Regions from separate parts of the Bombyx mori genome. Here region 1 is linked to region 2. A link is a contact called in public Hi-C data. All regions are on one chromosome and are shown on one strand. The core of a region is the stretch at or near the end of the contact, and the rest is flanking DNA. Distances in the headings are between cores, read along the strand shown.

Evidence for each region. Hi-C and Micro-C count contacts between places; a contact is called where the count stands out from the background.
Region 1: a contact with region 2 is called in a Hi-C map of middle silk gland, with 1.8 times the contacts expected there. The contact joins the promoter of LOC101735951 here to the promoter of LOC101736218 in region 2. A contact is called at or near these places in 3 of 7 Hi-C or Micro-C datasets (middle silk gland, midgut and whole pupa).

Annotation. Positions count from the first base shown.
Region 1 is chr10:17,192,787-17,198,468 of ASM3026992v2, reverse strand. LOC101735951 (stalled ribosome sensor GCN1) reads right to left here and starts at 3,918. Exons shown (of 39, transcript XM_038013250.2): 1 at 3,786-3,918; 2 at 3,610-3,712; 3 at 2,916-3,111; 4 at 1,899-2,079; 5 at 1,384-1,548; 6 at 681-933; 7 at 344-522. The coding sequence starts at 3,800. It overlaps LOC101736079 (U11/U12 small nuclear ribonucleoprotein 48 kDa protein), which reads left to right and starts at 4,856. Exons shown (of 7, transcript XM_012697587.4): 1 at 4,856-5,100. The coding sequence starts at 4,987.
Region 2 is chr10:17,052,514-17,058,570 of ASM3026992v2, reverse strand. LOC101736218 reads right to left here and starts at 2,951. Exons shown (of 12, transcript XM_012697050.4): 1 at 2,624-2,951; 2 at 1,516-1,740; 3 at 671-1,432. The coding sequence starts at 1,668. It overlaps LOC101736349 (BTB/POZ domain-containing protein 9), which reads left to right and starts at 5,003. Exons shown (of 14, transcript XM_062670762.1): 1 at 5,003-5,251; 2 at 5,716-5,836. The coding sequence starts at 5,764.

The sequences.
Region 1 (5,682 bases), core at 2,669-5,168, 140 kb before region 2:
AATTATATATATTAGTTTCTGTTGAATTTATCTTTCAATTTACAAACATTATTGAAATAGAAAGAAATTATTCTTTAGTATTTGTGAGTTGTACACATAACTGAATCTATTTTTAAAGTTTAATCTTACGTTTTTTTATGATCATTAAATTATTTTCGTGACCAAGAAAACTGTTATGTATTCGAAACATCTTGAAAGTACTACTCATTAACATTTTAGCAACATTAACATTAGTCCTATGAGATTTTTTCTTGTTTTCTTTCTCATTCCTTTCTAGCAATGTAGATTCAGTTTAAAGTATAATCTAACAGATTATTTGTAATAAAGCACATTGCATGCTTACATTGAGAACTGCAATCTTATCTTCGCTGGAAGTGAGTTTCCCGCTGGCGCCGTTGTACTCCGCGAATGCGTGCGCGAGCAGCGCGGCGGCGGCGGGCGCGGTGCGGGTGCGCGCCGCCAGCCGGTGCAGCGCACTCAGCGCCTCCGCGCGGACCCACTCGTCTTTAGAATGGAGATTCACTGAAATATTCGGTAACTTAGTGCCCTGCCGTTCAAAAGATTCAGATTAAATAAATTAGAGGGACTATTAGTGCGTAGTTATTACTGACAAATGTGGAATTTGTCATCTTTTACTGTGGAAACTGAGATTCATACTTTTAAACAAAACTTGTTTATACCTATCAAACTCTTTCCGATATCAACAGCCACGCCATCCAGGTAGATATTGAGATTGGCAACCACTTCTCCGACAGCTTGAACGATCGTTTCCGGACTCCGGAGCATGGCTTTGTGCAGAGCCGGCAGTAATGTGTCTTGGATATCAGACTCGCTGAGCAGGTGCAGGAGGTCAGAGCAGCCCTTGATGTAGTTCGCATTTGGCCTGGACTTCACGCTGATCAGACTTTTAGTAAAATTTTCTAACATTTTGGCCTGAAATATTTATTGGATGTTATAGTATGTGCTGAGCATAAACTTTTCAACATTTTTGGATGCACAGACTCCTGAACCATCTTATATTTTGAGTTATAAGGTATTTTTAGACAAGAACCTAAAGATTACAGAAGTATTATGTGTTTCTAGATTTTGATGGTTATGGTAGTAGCAAAAACTTCTACTTTAAAATAAAATATAGAATGAAAAAAAAAGGGAAAAAGAAAAAAAAATCCTGTTTTCATCTTCTGTTATTCTAACTCTCTCAGAGTGTTCCAGAACTTTTCATTGCAGTCAAAAGAGACTACTAGATCTCTTCTGAGCTAGCGGGTTCGCACCATAAACGTTTACTGACTGCAGTAGTCACTTACAAAGCATACTCCAACACCAACACTAATTCATGCATAAATAACATCTATAAAATAAATATTAAATACTGCAATAACCAACCTTATGTAATGTTATAATAGATTCATCTCCTATATCCTTATAATGAGCACAGAGAGCAGAGAATGTCACTGAGATGTGCGGTCCGCTGTCACCAGGCTGTGCTAGTAATGTTTCCACCCATTTCAGTACTTTCTCTTTTCCTATTTTACTCCATACCGCATGTAGCTGGTGAAAACAATATTTACAAAGTATTATACAGAGTGGGTGTATGTGGGCTTTTGCTATTGAACTTTTTCTGTTCTCTAAAATATATGTGTATGTCTGAGTGTCACTAAGATAGGTAGGTAGGTAAAAAAATACCATTCTGCCTATTTATAGTGTGAAGAGGTTCAACTGTTTTGGTTTGAATGGTAGCATAATAATTGAACATAAAATATAGATAATTGAGAATTTGACCTCATCTTGTTTTCAGTGGTATTTACACTATGATGTGTTTGAGCTTCCAAAACAATTTAATACCAGGTGGCCATGGACTCATTCCATCTATACTTATCTACACAATAATAAAAACATACCACAGAATAAGCTTTTTTATTCTTCTTCTTATCGCCATATGCACAAACAGTGGCTAGTAAATTAGCCTGCGCAAGTATCAATGAGTTCAGGTCCACTTCATGCTCTAAGGATTTCGGTGAAGACTCAACCAGTACACTAGACCATCGAAGTGCAAACAGACCTGACTGGCTGTTGCTTTTTCTGAAAGTAAATATTTACAGTCTATAGTGTTTGTTGCCTATAGTATTGCTGTATAGCTTAAAAAATAGAACCATAATAAACAAAGTTTCAGTATTTGTAATTAGGATATCACAAAAGGGCTCAGATGTCAGAAAGTAACTTAGACTATAAAACCATGCCCCAAGGTAGATAACAACATTTATGTTTTTTATATCTATGGGCACTGGTATGCACTTACCAGGGGCACCATGAACTCATCTACCCATCTAAGCAATATAAAAAAAACCGTTGCTGAGTTGTAAATAGCAACCACCAAGCAACTGCTCTCTATGATTTTGTGACCTTAGTAGTTTTTATAACTGTTGTTGGGACAGATAGGGCATATTAAATGACAAAATCCCTATCCTCTGCTATAAAATGTTTCTGAACATTCACAAGGTCTGATCTGACAAAGTGGAGCATTACAATACTTATAGAGGTTATTTCACTAATATTCATTAATTTTTTGTCTTAAGTTAGTCAAAAGCAATCCCTCTGTGTTATGTATGGATAACCACTTAACATTAAGTTAATTATGAACTTATTTCTACTTAATATTGTTTGAAAAGTAGGTTCACAGTACACATGTTAATGGAGCTGTGAAGGCTTCCCACCTTCTGTGATAAAGTCAGTAAAAGACATTGAAATACACAAATGTTCTTAAGTTTACAATGAATACCTGTATTCTGAATCAGTGAATTCTGAGTTCTGAAGTTCACCAATTCTTTATGTTACTGAAGCTCATTTTGGAACTAGTGGAGGTAACATTGAGCACTTTTCAGTTATCTCTACTTAAGACTATCAAATGCAAAACTTACGAGGTTGAGTTGTTTTTCAGCTGTTCTGATATCTCTAGTAATACGGGTGATAAATTCTTAAATGCCCATTCTGTGTGCTCAGTAGCAAGGAAAGCCACAAGACTCTTGATGTAAGATTGGGACGTTGTATCTCTATATCTGTGCAATGTCAGAGCTAGCACTCGGCAAACAAACTTTACTGCTGGTTCTGTTATACCTGTTAAAGAATTAATGTCAATCTTATTTTATTGCCTTTGAGAGCAGACCAGCATACTCTCCATCTGAAGGTGAAAGGTTAACGGCTTTCAAGACATCAACAATGCCAATAAGCTGTAGTAATCATTCTATTTCTTCTTCATAAGCTAATGGTTAAGACAAATTATTACATTCTTATTTGTATACTTGAGTAGTAAAGCTTTTAAAGCGAAAACTTATATATTTCTGATATTCAAACCCAAATAAAATTTGACTGCATGATTTTTTGTTTATCTATTGAGTTTCAATAAAATTTTCGAAACAAGAGGCATGGGGTGATCCGTCCCTATTGCATTCGTTGCAGTAGAATGCATTGGAACGGGAGCACAGCTCACCCGGCGCTCAAAACCGATCAATACAGCTGTCTGATAACAACCTATAACAACCTGTAGCAGAACGCAAAGAGTACGAGATAAGTAAGTACAGACCTAGATAAAGGTTTTAAAAGTAATTAACTAACCTGGCGACGATAAAATTTCACGTATTTCATTAACTACTTCAAGTCTCCCTTTTAAACTTGCTGTCTGGATTTTAAATGGAATATCTTTTAATTTCTTTAATACCTATAGACAGAAATGCATCATATTAGAAAATATTTCAGAAACATTAGTATGAGTTATAAATATTAGAAATTACCTCTGTATCAGCCATTATCAATATACAATCAGCTGAAATTTAACTAAAAACCACACACACGTCTTGCACACTTGTCTTCGTAAATTACAGATCACCCATGATGTACAATGTACATTATAAGTGTACATCATTTATAATCTATGCTAATTTTCTTAAAAGGATTTTATGACCTGGTAACTAAGATTTTTAGGTCATGTCTTATTTTAATTTATATTATTCTTTTTATGAAAAATGATAATATGGAGTGAAATGAAATGAAGATGATTAATTTGAGACATTAATCAAGTGCGATGAAATTAAATTAAATGAGATCATATAGGATGAAATATAATTTCAGTAAAATGCTGGTCATTTGCTGAGATTTTTTCAATGGACTTTTGGTACGATCCCCAGAAGTTACGTCCAGCGGCCTTGTTTCATTTTCCCACATTTGTGCACTTTCACAGATATTAAACAATTAATAAACCACCGTTATTATATTGGTCTATGCCGTTATTACACAATAACGGTGTCCATGGTCTATTGTCATTTTATGCCACAGTTTATGTACCCAATCCAATTGGATTCATTTTCAGTAGTAGATTTCAAATATTAAGTGTATAATGTATGGAAATAGAAAAAAAATCTCTGAGAAGCATATTTGTCAAGAAATCGCAAGAAATTTTGGCGGGAACGTGAGGAGTGAAGTTGTGTGATTTGTTTTATTTGGTCTATTTAGTTTTTCTTCAGGTTTAAATGTGTAATAACGGTGGTTTATTAACTGTTTAATATCTGTGAAAGTGCACAAATGTGGGAAAATGAAACAAAGCCGCTCGACGTAACTTGTCGGGATCCTCCAAAAAGTCTACTGAAAAAATCTCAGTCAATGACTATTATTTTACTGAGATTATATTTCATCCTTTATCATCTCATCTCACTACATTTAATTTCACCCCAATTAATTATTGTCTCAAATTTATCATCTTTTTTTCATTTCATTTCTTTTACTATTTTATCATTTTTCATAAAATTAAGAATATAAATTAAAATGAAAACATGACCTAAAAGTCTTAGTTACCAGGTAATAAAATCCCTTAAAAAAGTATTAGTTTTGATTTAATCATTAAATACTGAAAATTTTTGATAAAATTGCTTGTGGTCTACGGCAAAAGTAAATTGTAGTGCCCTTTGAAACTTGCTGTTTTGTGCATATACCACAGCAATGGAACAAAGACTAAAAACCTTATCAGAATTAGACGTACGGATACAGAAATTTGAAAATGGATTGAGTTCGATACTTCAAACTTTGCAATGGGATAAACAAAAACTTTTCGAGGTTATTTAAATTTTTTAATGTTATTTGTACGGTTTTAATAGGCAGTGTAAAGATTTTAACGTTACCCTTAAAGCGAAAACGCATGAATATTCTTCCATTATGATACTCCTTATATCTGCTGTAAATTCTGTACCATGGCACAGTGTTTTTAATGACATGGGCACATTGAAGATATTAGGCTAGCGGCTCTCAGCCACTGGGTCGCGACAGATTGGCAAGTCACAAGCCCCCGAGATTTACAAATACATTTTTTTTATCCAAATAGGTTAGGGGTTAATTGCACTTCTGGGCTAAATATGGGGTAAATACAGAACTGTTTTCTAGATTTTAACTTTACAACTAAGTTTAATAGAATCTTCTACTTAGTATATTATGATAAATGATATATCATGTAATTAATAATAATATAGACCGACCTATACCTCCTACATTCAAGTATAAAATTTTTTAGTCAATATTGAAGTTTATAATGAATTTGTAGATTATCTTAGTGCATTACTGAGTAAATGTTTTTGAGAACTGCTCTATTAGGTCATGAATCTAAAAGATTATCATAAATTGTATGTAATTAATAGTACAATT
Region 2 (6,057 bases), core at 1,702-4,201:
TTAGAAATAAATGCTGTTATTTCAAATTCCCTATTCAATGTTTTTTTAGATATTTCTACTCTGAACTGTTTTTCTTTTTTCTTTCAAAAGACTGTCATTAATAATGTCGGTCCTTATTTTAATAATAGTTAGTGACGGTAGTATTGCTCCATAATATTAACAATTTGATTATATTAAATATGCAAAGTGACAATTAGCATTAAAGTACAATTAAAAATATTTGTTTTTTACTATTTGATTTTTTGTTTTATTTCAATTAACAATCCACCACCCTACCAAACTTTGCCATTTGCCAAAGCAGTCATAGATTCCAGAATAAGACTGCCTTCATTCAGTACATGTGAGACTTAAACATCATGTTGTAGGGTGGTTGATGATGATTACTATCACATTGTGGTGTTTGTGGTCTCCAATAAAAAATTAACACAAGGCTAGTCCATTCACGCACTTATGCAATAAAAGAAAGCTGATAAGAGATTTTGATGATCTCCCAAATTATTCTGATGAATTTTTGCTAGAGTTATTCCTCCATTCTGATCGTTTAGAAATGTTTTAGTTTGCATTAACAATTAATAAAAACGATAACAATATTCAGGATTGTATAAATGTGTGAAATATGACTAGCATATTCAAATATAATTTTAATAGGTTATTTACTTAATCTACTTACTGGTCTTCTTACAATGATTTGTGGTGGATTTCCACTGGTGCTCGCCTGACTTATCATGTCGGTACTAGTCACAGGCTTTAAGCCATTTGGTGTTTGAATGTACACAACATGTGGCATTGGCCTAGCAGAATTTCTAAGTTGTATTGAACTATTTGTAGTGTTGGGGATTTGGACTATACCAGGATTGGGTGCTATGTGCACTTGAGATCCTGTTGTGGTATTCATTTTCACTTGAACACCTGTTGAGTCTGGCATCTGAACTTGAGAAGAAGCGGTCACTGTTAGATCAGTACCTGAATCCATGTTTGACTGCCTTTGATTAGATCCCATATGGACGTGAATTATAGAACTTTGTATAGATTGATTGTTTTGCAACAAAGGCATAGAAGGTAATGTTGAGCCAGTCAGCTGAATGTTCTGACTTCCAGTTGGAAGCTGCAATGGAACATTGATTGTTTCACCAGCTGGAAGTTGAACGGGAACATTAGTTGTTCCAGAAACTTGTATTGGGAGACCAGTAGGTCCTATTTGCAAAGGAACTGTACTAGAAGTTGTAGACAACTGCACAGGAACATTGATATTTGATGTAGAGCCAGGAATCTGCACTGGTACGTGAACAGTGGATAACTGCAGAGGATAAGGAGAGTTATTTGTGTGAATTTTAACTGGAGCCAAAGAATGTGTGACTAAATTGTGTGTTAAAGGCATAGAGCTCTGCGGCGCTTGCATCGAGGACACGATCATACTGCTCGATATTGGTGCCTGAAATCAAACTTAAATATAAAAAATATACCATTACATATTATGCACTTTATTAAATATTGATAAACTAGTTTAAAACTCACACGTAATGCGTTTAGTAGCACATTATGCTGAGAATTATTCTGATTTATGCTCGGCTCGATCGACGTGTTCACCGAATTTAATAATCTTTTTTTCAAAATTTCCGTTTTCGGATCCTCAAACTTTTGAAGTGATTTGCACTGCTGTGCATCCATTTCTCGTTGCCGAGAACGATAACGAGGACATTACAGCCACTCGGTTACCTTTTACAATAAACTAATGATGACCTGTAATGCATTTAAAAATAAAATATCGCGAAGTGAAAAATCATCCAAGACGCACCAAGAGTGCGTAAGATGTCCTTGTGACGAAAAACTTTTTGGGAAAATCTACATTGTTGCTACGATTTAAAATAAATTTAATTTTCATTTCTATTTCTATATAATTTAATTAGTGAAAAATACATTTTTATTTTTGAGTCGCACTGGTATCAATTGTGCAGCTACTTTTACAGAGCTGCAACCTCCTATCAGAAACTGTACGAAAAACTCAAACCATAATTTATTACTTACATATCTTGCTGTCTACCCGAGCCCTTGTAATTCACAATTTCATTATAAGGACATCACAATAAAGCTGAGTTTTTAAAACCATTTAAGAAAATGTATTGCATTTAACACAGCAACGATATTTACCTGCCCAGCACAACTGGTAATAAATTTGACAACATTGCGAAAATGTACCATGAATTCGTTATGTTGGTATAAAATTTTATTACGACCAATCACAACAAGTTATTTTCGTGACGAAGCTTTCGCGCCCGATTATTCAGCTAAAAGTCAACTTGTAACTTTGTAAAATATTTATTTGTCATTTAGTAAACCTGAACAAGTCAAATTATGCCAAGTTTAAAGTACCAGACTCAAACTTGATTACGTACAATTTAGTAAATTCTACTTTTCTCAATGAAATCTCGATGAGATTGTTACTACATAATATATTTAGTTTATTAAACAAACAGCATGTATACAATTAATTAAAGCACATAGCATCTTGTCTGAATCACATATATATATATATCTTAAAAAACACAAATTCAAAGGTAATGCTTAAAAATTAATTGAATAGTATGGAACAAAATTTCAATAATTAGTGTTAATAAGTACTTACACACAACCTTCTTACAATTGTAAATTTAGTAATAACTATGTAATAATAAAACAAGGAAAACGGATTTATTGTATTGATATCAAAATTACATTTTTATAACCGGAAATAAAGTTTCGAGGATACGGATATATTTCCCGCTGATATCCGCTGCTTTCAATAAAAATTGGTACATCAACGAGTTTTAAACATAAATGAAAAAAGCAAATTTAACGAAGTTTTATAATTATAAAAGAACTGCAATGTAGCCAAAATACTCGAAGAAATCTAATTTTAAATTTCTCAAAAAAGAAATTAGTTCAAATTATGTAAAAAATCTGACTTTTGTTTCTTATAGGTATCATTCCAGAGAAAGTAAGCTACTTCGACAACATATTAAGCATAAAACATTTCATTATCATGACAAAAGAAGTTTTAGTACATATTGTACGCAGATCTTTGGAAATAGACCTCTTACATTGTTATAATTATTATAAAATCAAATTTAATTCCAATTCTATAGCGAAAAAATGAAACTGTGAATTTTGTCCAATAGTCTGCCTTCTTGATCTTTTTTGCCGTTAAGAGTGAATGTGGAGTCCTATCTAACAATAATATTTAATTCCCATCTTTGCTTAAGTGTATAATCTATGGATGGGAAACTTCGCATCATATTAGTATTATTATTAATCGAAAATATATTTACGTTAAGGAGAAAGAAATGCTAATAACAACATAAATAGATTTCAGTTACGATAAGTACAGTAGTTTAAAATAAGAACTTTAAATGACTTTAATTACCTAACTAAATTTAAATACGCAGAAATTGAATAATTTGAAAAGAGTAAGGTAAAAGATCTGACTTTGTTTAGAAATAAATGCTGTTATTTAATCAGAATTAATGTATCAGAATACATCGTGTGAAATTAAAATATTTAATAAAATATACAAAATTTTCAAACTAGCGCACAAGAGATGTTTTAATATTTGAATTAGGTTACTTTCGTCAATGCATAATAATTAATGATTTGCTCACAGTACATAGGTACCTTTGGCAATTACTATGTTCGATTGAATTATTATACTTACTTATGAAGTGATAACAGTCAAAAGAAGGCTTTATGTATTGTTGTATGAAATATTTCTAGTTTAATAAATTTCTAAATTGTGTATAATATATTTAGCAAATTTATCATTGGAGATTGGCTGCACATTGAACATGACATTTTAGTTAAACTAACCCCAAGGTATCAGCCGATAGATATTTTTTTATTGCTTACATGGGTGGACGAGCTCACAGCCCACCTGGTGTTAAAAGGTTACTGGAGCCCATAGATATCTACAACGTAAATGCCGCCACTCACCTTGAGATATGAGTTCTAAGGTCTCAGTATAGTTACAACGGCTGCCCCACCCTTCAAAGCGAAACACATTACTGCTTCTCGGCAGAAAAAGGCGGTGTGGCGGTACCTACCCGTCCGGACTCACAAGAGACCACCAATAATTACGCAAATTATAATTTTGCTACAATTATAATTTTATTACACGATGTTATTCCTTCACCGTGGAAATCAATCGTGAACATTTGCTAAGTACGCGTTTCATTAGAAAAATTGGTACCCGCCTATGATACGAACACCGTTCGCGTTGCATCGATAGATACGAATACAGCGGACGCCTTATCCTATAAGCCACGACGACTTCAGTCTTATGTAGTGTTACGTGTTACGTAGTTACGTGTGTTTGGACGATACCTTACAGCGTCATGTATCACATGTATGTATGTACATCGGGCATGGTTTACCAATGGAGCATTAGTTTAGTAATAGAGCTGCTCCATCAAAGCAAGCTTAACATACATACATAACAGACATACATTCTTGTTTAGACAAAAAAAAAGTCTAGTCCAGTTAAGTCTCAAAAGATTGTCAGCATTTTAACTGAAAATTATTAATTTCACTTCATTTCATCTTGTTTCATTCATCCAATCGCATGTCAGAATGAATTTCCGATAAATTAATTCCATTTCATTTCATTCCATTTGACTTATTTTCATACGGTAAAATATTTATTTAATAGACTTAATTAAAACTACTTTGAGGATTTACAGTTAGTTACGGTATTAGTATTCGACATGTCTAAAATAATATAATCACAATAAAACTCCAGAGTAAACCGTAAAATTCGTTAAACCATAAGAGTTGTTTCAATTAAAATGATATAAACGAATAATTCGCTAAAGGAAAACAATTCAGGAGATCTTAATTTTTTTAAGATTTTAAGGCCTGGTGACGAGTATTCAGGCCTTCAAAGCAAAATAGAAAGTAGGTAGGTACGGTATCCAAATTGTCGACAGGAATGTTAGGTCGGTGACGGTGTCAGCTGTCAAGTATAGATTATACCATAGATTATACACTTAATATAACATAGTTATTTAATGGTCTGAAACACATTTCACAATAAATAGACGGTAGATTTTTCTAACTGACTGAAGATTTCTTAAAGCTTATTATTAATAACACGATAAATACTTATTGTTTTACCAAGTTAAATGTGGATTTTATTTCAACGAAGAGAAGTCTGAACGTATACATTAAAAAATTACGGTATTTTTTCCCATGATAAGTCGTGTCATTGTACAATCTTTGTTAGGTACGTACATATCACAATATTAATACATTGTTTTGAATTGTTTATACGTAAACAAGGCCACTGCCTCCAATTTTTTATTCTTAAATTTATATGAAATTTAATATCTAGAAAGTACATCCTAGATATTTAGAATAAATCAAACATGGTTCGACTTTTGAAAAGTTCAGTTGTTTTTTACTGTGCAAATATTATCACCCTATAATTATAGCGATATATTTATATAAATTAAAAGTGCTTACAGTTGAGTGGTTACTAAGAGCATAATAACTGAATTGTTATAGCTTAAGTCTCTTTTGAAAGAATGGTTGAAGAGAAACACTCAGGAATAACTGTAGGGGAGAGTTCATTTGAGAGCCAAAGGATAAGTGGCAAAAAAGGAGAAAAAATAGACTGAATGCAGTATTTCTGGGTAGTATGAATTGACTTTGTGATGTGATAGCAAAACAAAACATTTTTGTTAGCAGAATATAAATCCTGTCGTATTTTTGGAAGCAGTACGTGTGTGATGAACCATGAGCAGCCAACATCAGTATATGTCGGTGAATAATGCTCCTAATGCCAGGGTTGGTGACATCGAGCACATTAGTGAGTACAAAACTAACACTTATCCTTACTGTATCTGTATATCTATAGATCTATATATCTTTTTTTTTTTGTACTAAAATATATTACAAAAAATTGTCTGGATACAGCATTGTTAGGCCTGCCGCTGACTGTGACTTTTGATCACTTAGTCAAGTGCAATGAAAACTAAACACGGGGTACTAATTATGGTGACATGATAATACTGTGACTAATAGTTGTAG